Regions from separate parts of the Gossypium hirsutum genome. Here region 2 is linked to region 1. Evidence: chromatin contacts called from public Hi-C data. All regions are on one chromosome and are shown on one strand. The core of a region is the stretch at or near the end of the contact, and the rest is flanking DNA. Distances in the headings are between cores, read along the strand shown. Region 1 holds the start of LOC107891716 (transcription repressor MYB5). Region 2 has its middle 32 kb from the start of LOC121223104.

What was found. Hi-C and Micro-C count contacts between places; a contact is called where the count stands out from the background.
Region 2: a contact with region 1 is called in a Hi-C map of leaf, with 2.9 times the contacts expected there. The contact joins the enhancer-like site here to the promoter of LOC107891716 in region 1. A contact is called at or near these places in 17 of 34 Hi-C or Micro-C datasets (anther, callus, cotyledon and 5 more).

Annotation. Positions count from the first base shown.
Region 1 is chrD11:52,657,611-52,662,474 of Gossypium_hirsutum_v2.1, reverse strand. It overlaps LOC107891716 (transcription repressor MYB5), which reads left to right and starts at 2,285. Exons shown (of 2, transcript XM_041104110.1): 1 at 2,285-2,990; 2 at 3,270-4,170. The coding sequence starts at 2,692. The coding sequence ends at 3,924. LOC121223103 (a long non-coding RNA gene) reads right to left here. Exons shown (of 3, transcript XR_005920493.1): 2 at 3,247-3,853; 3 at 2,782-2,976.
Region 2 is chrD11:52,696,693-52,701,556 of Gossypium_hirsutum_v2.1, reverse strand. No RefSeq gene overlaps it. Among protein-coding and RNA genes, the nearest start is that of LOC121223104, 32 kb to the left of the region's middle. Within about 2 kb of position 2,071, at least 9 of the 9 cell types and tissues checked have an H3K27ac peak or open chromatin away from gene starts, as enhancers often do. A contact at or near this core is called in cotyledon, fibers, hypocotyl and 1 more, where this site is marked.

The sequences.
Region 1 (4,864 bases), core at 1,036-3,535:
CAAACTATTTAATTCAAAATTTTAATTTTTTATCAAATTTTTCGAATCAAATCGGATTTTATTCACCCCTAGGTACCATGCCCATGATTACAATAGGAGCATGCAACCATCTATTTTAATTTTTTGTGATTGCGTCGCCCTACACATCTCTCAGTACAATATCGCCAACACAATTGACCCCCAACCGAGTCAGCCTACTTCTCTAAGGTCCACAAGTTTTAGGAACCACCTTAAATGGACAAGATTTCGCAATTTATCGGGCATTAAAAGACCCTCAATAATCCTAAGGATGTATGCCCGAGTGTGTTGTTCTCTTTCAACTTCACTCAGTTCCGCATCAAGCCCAACAAATCTATCTGGGCTCCATAAATTGTCTCCAATCGGCAGCGACAATTGATCCAGTCACAACCGGCCTATCCACCGGTAACCTGAGCTGTAATTGTATGTCCTCAAGTGTGATAGTACACTAGCCGCATGGAAGATTGTCTCAAGCCTTCATCTTTCCACCAACGCGCCTATAAGTGTAGAGTCCAATTTATACCCCCTACACATACGGGCCACGTGCAAAAATCTTGCATCTCTCAAGTATGGTTCAATTAAAGACGATGGAAGAGCGGATAGATTGTGAATATACGTTCCCAAATTTTTTAATATAACAACAAAATATTAAATTAAATTAGATTAAATATAATAAAAAAATTTCTTACCATTTGCAATTGAACGGTCGAAATGTGCTTCTCATCCAAATGAATTAGAGAATTTGCCATTAATAATTTTAATAAATACAGAAAAAAATTGTATTACAAAATTAGTTTTTTAAAAAACCTTAATACAATTTTAATAAAAAAATTGAGAGTTGAGAGAGTATTGAAAATGAATTGAGAGAGAATTTAGAGTGAATTGAAAAAGTAAAAGAAATTAAGAGTTTAAATAGGAAAATAAAATAGATATAGGGAGCTGTTGGAATTAGACTGTTGAGAGTAACCATTGCGAGGTAGCTATTAGGGAAAAGGGGTCCAGCTAACCCAATAAATTTAAAAAAAAAAAACCGACTTAATTCAATAAATTTTCATAATTTTTAATATTTTTGGATAATTCACCCACCTCATCTTACTCGTTTTCTTATCCAAAATAAAAGTACAAAATGATGAACTGCCTCACCTCAACTTTTTGTTTGAAGAGTTTGACATGTCAGCATGTCAGCATGACAGCCGCCCATTCAAACAATGCAAGTAGTAGTAAAAGCAGAGTCAACAATATACTAACTATAGTGGAGAGATAAATTAATTTAATTCAACGTAATTTTATATAAATTATATACGATTTTTGCTTTTACAAATTATACATGTAAATTAAAAAAACATTTATTTGTTATAATAGATTTTAAGTCAATATATAAAACAAATAGTATTTTTAATAAAATTGATATTTTTAAATTTTTTTATTCTTTTAATATATTTTAAGACATATATCTACTTATAAAATCTAAAATTACTAAAAAAAATTTCTTTTCCAATATAAGAAAAATATAAACAAATCTGAAATGTTAGGCAGACAAAGGATGTAATTATATTTTTTTATTTTAAAAAGTAATTTAATAAAAATAATAATATTCAGATATAATTAGAAAAATAATTAATTTTATACAATGTGTCATAAAATTAACAAGGCAACGGAAAATCTTGTGTTTTTTTTCCGTATTTGACCTAAAAGGAGATAGAAAATAATACTTCATGAAATGCATATGGTTAGTTGATTTTCAACGTCTTCAAAATCCATTAACAGACGGTACTATGTTTCCCTAATATATATATATATATAATTAAAAATTTTCATATAAAAAAGTTGACTATAATACTAAGGAATCAATGAAGTATTACTTTCTTAAATAAGTATGGTATCTAATTCAATTTTTTCATCAAAATAAACCTTTATTAAATAAAACAATTTATTTAAAATTTTATTTAGCTATCAATTATCAATTAATTATATTTATTCTAATATATATTAAAATTTAAGTGTTTATTAAAATTAAATAAAAATATAAAAATACATAAAAGAAATATCTATTCCAAAAAAAGAAGCATAATTACATATATAAGAATAATTACGATCAAAATCAACATTACAAAGTACAATTAAATTAATAACCGAGATGGATCTAAAATTTCAACTAGAATAAATAAATTTAAACAAAATTCAATAAAATAAAACTCGAGTTTGAACAAAAAAGAAAAACATATATTAGAATGATCATAAAAATCAACATTTCACTCTACTTTTTAATTTCCCAAATAATTTCTCTTTTCTCCATACATTCAAAGATTTTTAACATTTTGGGTTACTTGAAAAATAAATTGAATTAGAAAAACATATTAAATAAATTGGATAAGAAAATATATTAAATATGAATATAATATTATTTTTATTTTTAAAAAATGAATGAGATGTTTGGTTGAAACCATTTTAATTCCTTCCAGGTTTCGCTTAAAATATTCGTATATAGTCTCAGGCTATCTCTTACTCTTTCCTCTTTCAGCACGTTCTTTCTTTATCTTTCCTCATTTCGGTTCCTATCCTATAAAATCCTAAACTTTTGATATCTTCCATTTCCCAGCAAAACAACCAATCCAAAAAGAATCCCCCAAAGCAAAAACTCAAGAAAAAGGATCATATATAGTTGAAGAAATCATGAAGAACCCAAGTTTAGTCGGTAATTCAACAAGCAGCAAGGGTACTCCTTGTTGCAGCAAAGTTGGGATAAAGAGAGGACCATGGACGCCCGAAGAAGATGAAGTATTAGCCAACTACATCAAAAGGGAAGGCGAAGGACGATGGCGGACTTTGCCTAAACGAGCTGGTTTGCTTCGATGCGGTAAGAGTTGTCGTCTCCGGTGGATGAATTATCTCCGACCCTCTGTTAAACGAGGTCGTATTGCTCCCGATGAAGAAGATCTCATTCTTCGCCTTCATCGCCTGCTCGGTAACAGGTACCCAGATTAACAATATTAATCCATATATCTCCAACATTCAACAACAAACACTGTTTTCTCTGCTTTTTCTAATGATTAGGGTAAGAACGTGCAGAAATAGATCGAATTTTTGTTTGGGTTTTGTGTTTTACACGCTATTAAATTGGGGATCATGTTTAAAATTATTGATAAGAAGCTAAATTTAAGGTTTTTGTGTTCATTTCTTTAGGGTTTTATTTTAAATACTGTATAGTCTCTTATTTAGGGTTCTTACTTGTTCCATTTTGAATCTTGCAGGTGGTCACTGATAGCTGGTAGGATTCCAGGGCGTACAGATAATGAAATAAAGAACTACTGGAATACCCATCTAAGCAAGAAGCTGATCAGCCAAGGAATAGATCCAAGAACCCATAAACCATTGAACCTTATTACCGATAAATCACCACAGATTAATCATGATCCTGTTCCAAAATCAAACCCTAGCCCCCCTATCCCTAATCCTTCTGTATTAGCATCAAAAACCATTACCATTAAAACTACAAACACTACCAAAGATGGTACACCGACTAACCTGGAACATGGGTATCAGCAGCAATCTCAAAACCAACAGGTTGATAAGAGCATGGAGAAACGGCATTATACTGAAAGTGCAACTCTTATCATGGGGGAACCAAGCAGCCATGGAAACGAAGGGGATCATATGGAAAATTGCAATGAAGATATGTTCTCCTCGTTTCTAGATTCATTGATTAATGAAAACTTGCTTGTTAATCAACACCCAGAAGAGCAGCAACCTAATAATTTGGTGGCACAGGCAGCAGCAGCCGCAGAATCTTCTCAGAACTTGAGTCATGGCGACATGTGGGAAACCGAACTCATATCTGCAATGGTTGGTTTTGGGAATGAGCCAAACTCTTTCAACAATCATTATCATTATCTGCATCAACTTTAGCAGATCAAACTGCAAATTTATATGCATATTGAAATTAGATGTTTTTAGATTTTCTACGGTTGCTTGTATTTATTTTTCCTTTTTCTTTCTTTCATTGCTCGGTTGTGTTAATGTTATGTACTCATTTTATTTGTATGCTTGCACCTACAATGAAAGTTTGTAGTCTTATTCGTAGTGTCTATTAAAATGTATCAATCCCTAAATCTGTAATTTCCTACAGAAATTAATGAAATTATTGAAGCAAAAGGTTGAGTATTGCTTCCTATGAGTTGGCTCAATATTCCACTGCTATTTCTTCCACCCCTCTCTGAATATATGTAATATGTATACGTATGTGCATGTGTGCGGATAAATTCCAACTAATACAAAGAAATAGAATGCCTAGATTGTGTGACAGACTCTATTTTGAGGAGTTCACCATCTATACTACGTGTTTGGTTTCTTTTAATATATAAAAGGGGTTATATCTTGGGAATAAGAATATATAATTGTTATTGTAAATGAGATTCAGACTCCAAATATATTATGAATCGATTTAAGTCTTTAACTTGGACATATTTTTTTACATTGATTTGCTCATTCAAGATTTATCAAATATATATATATAACTACGTAGTAGATTTTCCCAACTATGTGCTAGTGGAGACAATAAATTGAACTCATGCATGCTCCATACAAAATTGCACAATGTTAACATTATTACATCATGCATAGACTAAGTTATTAGATGAAATGAGTTTTTTTTATTTTTAATGTTATTTTGCATGTAAATAATTTCTTTATATGTGTTATCGAAATTAGCATTAATTCCATACTTGAGAGAGAGAGAAATCATGTTTTTCTGAATGTTTAAGTTATTAGTTATTTTAATTTTAATATTTTTTTCTAAGAAAGAAAATTTTAAAATTTGTAATTCACAAAATCATTCATGGTTTTTAAA
Region 2 (4,864 bases), core at 822-3,321, 39 kb before region 1:
TCTTCTCCTTAGCGCAATATTGCACCTTCACCCCCCACTTTTCCTTCTTTTATTTGTACTTTAGTTAAACTTTGTTAAATCATCTCCATTAATTATGCTAAATTCCATATGCAACTAAATTTTCATCTAGCTTTAGGTCGATAAATAATCCAATAGAGAGTAGTGAGATCTAAACCTGTACTTAAAAACTTTCATTTTAATATTTGTTGTTTCTCCAGTTTAGGGGATAGACACTATTATCTCACAAAGTTGTATTTGATCTACCGAAGAACACATTGGCGTGTCCAATTAAGTAGTGAGTTGGATCCCGTCAAGGGAAATAGTAATCGGATCTAAACGACTTGCACGGTTGAGGTCGTTGGTTCAAGCTGCGCCCTTCTAGTTCGCATGGTTATCAGAGAGCTAAATTGCGTATGCATGTTTCGTGCTTGTTCATTTAGTAAAGTTTAGTGGTGGTCTGTAACACACAATACTCGACCCAATCATCAGCTCTGAGCTATAAGGTGCCACATTTGTTGTCGGAGCAACTACAATCAAATTTAATACAATTCACATAATTGAACATACAAACACAAAGGTTATAAGCAAATAACACAATAAATAGTCTTTCCCGAGTCTTTTACAAGCTTAGAAAGCTCAAGACTATCTCGAGGTCAAACTAGGACTAAATTGAAAATTTTCAAAGTATATCAAGTGAGAATCACGATATCCAAGGCTTGGAATCGCAATTTCAAAGATAGTAACCAATCTTCAAAGTGTATTAGATGGGTATCGCAATATCCAGGGCATGGTATCGCGATTTCGAAGACAATAGCCAAACTTCCCAACTTGAGGACCAAATTGAAATGTTTACAAAATAAAATAGGATTGATATCGCAATAACGTGGGTACGGTAACGCAATATCATGAACAGACCACTAAGTCACTGTACTTGGCTAGAATACACATTTTTTGTACCTAAATCAAGGTTTCCAATCAAGACTAACACACGATCTTCAATTTACCTATTCAATTTGCATCAAAACATACCACATAAATTCAGACATCCATCTACAACTTCTTATCAAGACATTAAACACTTAAACAACAATTAATATTTACATTTCATACTATGAATTATTCACCAACCAAGTCATTAATGCTAATTAGAACATGTATGCCATATTCAACAATATTTTAATTGCTTCATCACCTAAAAGTTAACTTCTATTGCAAATCAATTATAACATAAACATTTAAACCTACTTCACTAGGATTGTAAAATCCTGAAAACGGGGTTAGAAGGATTAAGGTTCGTAGGTGAGCCAGTGGTGTCGTTGTATGAGTTTAAGTGTCAGTTTTTTGTATGAGTTTAATAGAAATTATTTTAAGAAGACTATAAACAAGAGGAAAGCTGTCTGTAAAAGTGGTGATAGACTCAGATTGACTCTCGCGGTAAGCCAAGGGTACAGGCGGAGTAGGGTCCCTCTTAGAAGTAATTGGAATCTTGCTTCTTCTACGACGAATCAACTTACTGCCACTACCCTTCTCTATACTACAAGAGTCCCCATCATTCCTCAGCCTCTTACGGTTGTTATCACCTACTTGCACCCTCGCATCAGTATCATCAATGGCCTTCAAAACCCTCTCCATGATGGCATCAACATCTATGTCGTTTTAAATCTGAGAAGGAGTGGACGATTGAGCAAAACTTGCAAAAGAAAAATCAGGATCAACCATACGAGGAACAAAATTCTTTATCTAAGGGACTCACCCTCAACCCTTGTAGAGGGAATGGACTAGGGGCGTATGCATAGCCTATAGTAAAAATAAAATAAGTTTAAAGGTTCCTCCTTCCTCTCGACCAAAACAACGGGTAAGTCATGAGAAGCCTTGTAGGGCCACACTACATCTGAAGGGCGTGAGACTTGAGAAATGACCTCAGAAATATTTACTAAAGGCTTGTAACCATTGGGCCTATGAATATCTAAGAAAAAATGGAAACATTTCTCGCAGTAATAAGATCCTCAAATACAAGAGAGCGGCCCACCTTCAAGCAGTAGAACTAAACCTTCGTAGTCTCATTATCCAGTTACTACATACGAGTACAAACATGGTCTAGAGGAATAGACCATTGGGTCGGGACCCAAACCCACCCCTTAGCTTATACCTCACTCTACTAAATTTGTTTATATTCAGGTGAATGTGAGAAGCCCAGTTTTTAATTATGGGCTCATACCCTTGACAAGTGCTAAAATGGGCCAAAAGGCTCCTCGAGAAGTTACCTTTAACTAACATAATTAATGGAAAATGCCAAGAAGGGGTGGCTCGCCCCTTAAGCTACAATTGATGAAATAGGCAACCAAGGTCCACTAAGAAAAGCCAGTAAGTTGCTCAGGTGTGATCCCATACTCATCAAGATCAACGCAAAAGAAAGAAATAAAGGGGAGATGAAACTCGACCTCGATAGATGAAGCGAAAGAATGATGTTATTGGAGCTGTCGCTCCATCGACACTCGCCTTAAACAAGGTTGCAATCATAGGAAAAATCAGGAAGCTGAATTCCTCAGATGTTATTCTAATGGACCATTTCCCCAAGGATGTAGTACAACGAAATGGGAAGGTCTTCACTGGAGTATGTATTCCATAGGAACTAGGCCCAACCCCATCACGCTGATCCTTACCACCACGACCCTTCTTACTACCATTACTGTGGTGGATGACCCCCTCATGATGAATAAGTTTAATCCTAACCATTTTGCGAATAATGAAAAGAAATGAAAAGAAAAAGAGAAGGCCTTTAGAAATTACCTGAAAAACCTATTAGGGACAGTCAAGGAAAGAAGAAAGTAAAATCAGATGTGGGAAATAGAGAAGTATAACCGAAGGAAAATTTAGAGTAACTTAATCGAAAAGGAAGAGATGTGAAATTTCAAACAAGACACCTTCTTACTTCACGCCTCAATTTAAATAGTCAAATGTACAAGGGAAGTTTGGTTGAAATAACTCAGACGATACAAATTCCCAAACTTGGTGGGTGACACCTGTAAAAAGGGGATGGGTTTCTTCTTGAATCTCTTAATAATTAGGAAAAGTGGGAATGTCCACCAGAGCCAAACATTTATTAAGTATCCGCAAGAAGTAATAAATGCTCAAATAGACTCAGTCTAGTGAATCTGATGTAGTGTACACTAAATGCTCCACCAGGAAGGCCAAGAAATAACTTTTTAACGGATGGCCTCTACTCGTGAAAAGTCTGGATCTTCCATTCAGGAAGAGTGGTTTAAAATGTTGGGAATAGGCTAGACCACCTAGGTGAATAGGGAAGTTAGCCTCTAATTGGTTATCCTAGGAAGGACAATTACCTAGAGACTGCTTTAGATTGACCCTGAGCAAAAATTTCGAGGGTGAAATTTTCTTTTACGGTGAGGGAGTTATCACACCCAAATTTATAAAATATTTGAACTCAAGGAAGAGTCGATGAGCTGATTGAATAGTAATGGAAATTTTGGGACATTAGCGAAAAATTTAGAGAATTAAGTGGCTAGTTAGGGGAAATATAAACTCCTAATTTGGTTTGGTTAGATTGGGACCAACTAGTTACATAATGGGAAACACAATAATTAGTACTGTGTGGCAGTGACGGTCTGTGAAGATCATGCCATGAGGATATATAGGTAGGAGGATGAGAGAAGGGGGAATTCCTTAACCTATTTATACAATCTTCTCTTTAAAATTATTATCTTCTTCTTTAGCTATCTTGAAAAAGTAGAGGTTGTAACCACGAGAGACTCTACATGCTACAATAGTCGTAGGCATGGATGTCCAGGAATGAGAAAACTAGAGGGACTGCTGCTAGGTCTAAGGAGACAATAGCATTTGGGCAAGCCACTATGGCAAGTATAAGGAAACAATGTGAGTTTCTGCATTCTGCTTTTGGGTGATAAATGATGATATGCTGCTTGCATGAACTAAGGAATACATGAATAATATTTTTAAGTCATGACAAGCTTATTAGTACTACTTTAAGATAGATGATGAATAGATGTGCATGATAAATGGGGAAAAACCTTTATGGGATAGGTGAACTTATGAAAGGAAATGGGGAGTGTAACTTTTAGGTTTGTGCAAGTGTACACAATCGTTATCAAATACTAAGTAAGTAAAATAGTTATCGTCTCCATAGGGACTGTGTATGATAATCAATTAATTGTAAAATTAGAGTTAACAATCTAGTGATAAGAACACAATATTTTTTAGTGGTGTGATGTAAAAATAATTACTAAATGTAAGATGATCCCTAATGCAATTTTAATCTAAATGCAAAGTATGAAGTGAAATGTATGACATGAGTTTAGTAGCAAAAACACAAAATTCAACAATCAATAACATGAATAGGCTAGGATAATTACACCAGTGTTTGGAAAATATTCCATGGAAACTCGATCTTTCATGAGTCTTGAAACCAAATTAAGTCCTTTCAAAATCTTTTACTTAGTAAAACATGTATTTTACTGATCAAATTAAACTAAGGGTTTCCTAGAATTCATGTTAAGTAATAGAGACGAGTTAGGTTTGAAACAATTTACTCACATAAACCTAAAAATTATGCAAGATAATAGAGCTCGTTAAAGTTACTATGAACCTTCAATTTAGTCGGGTTAGGATCTAAATTAAGCATGCACTTTTCAACTATTGTGTCCATTAGCCGTCATTTGGTTAGGATCGCTCAACTAATTCTAATGCATCCAATCATGTATGAACGAAATACATACTTGAGCTTAATTGGAAACATGATTGATTAAGGTACAAAAACGAAATACATACTTGAGCTTAATTGGAAACATGATTGATTAAGGTACAAACACTATAAGCATGATTTAAA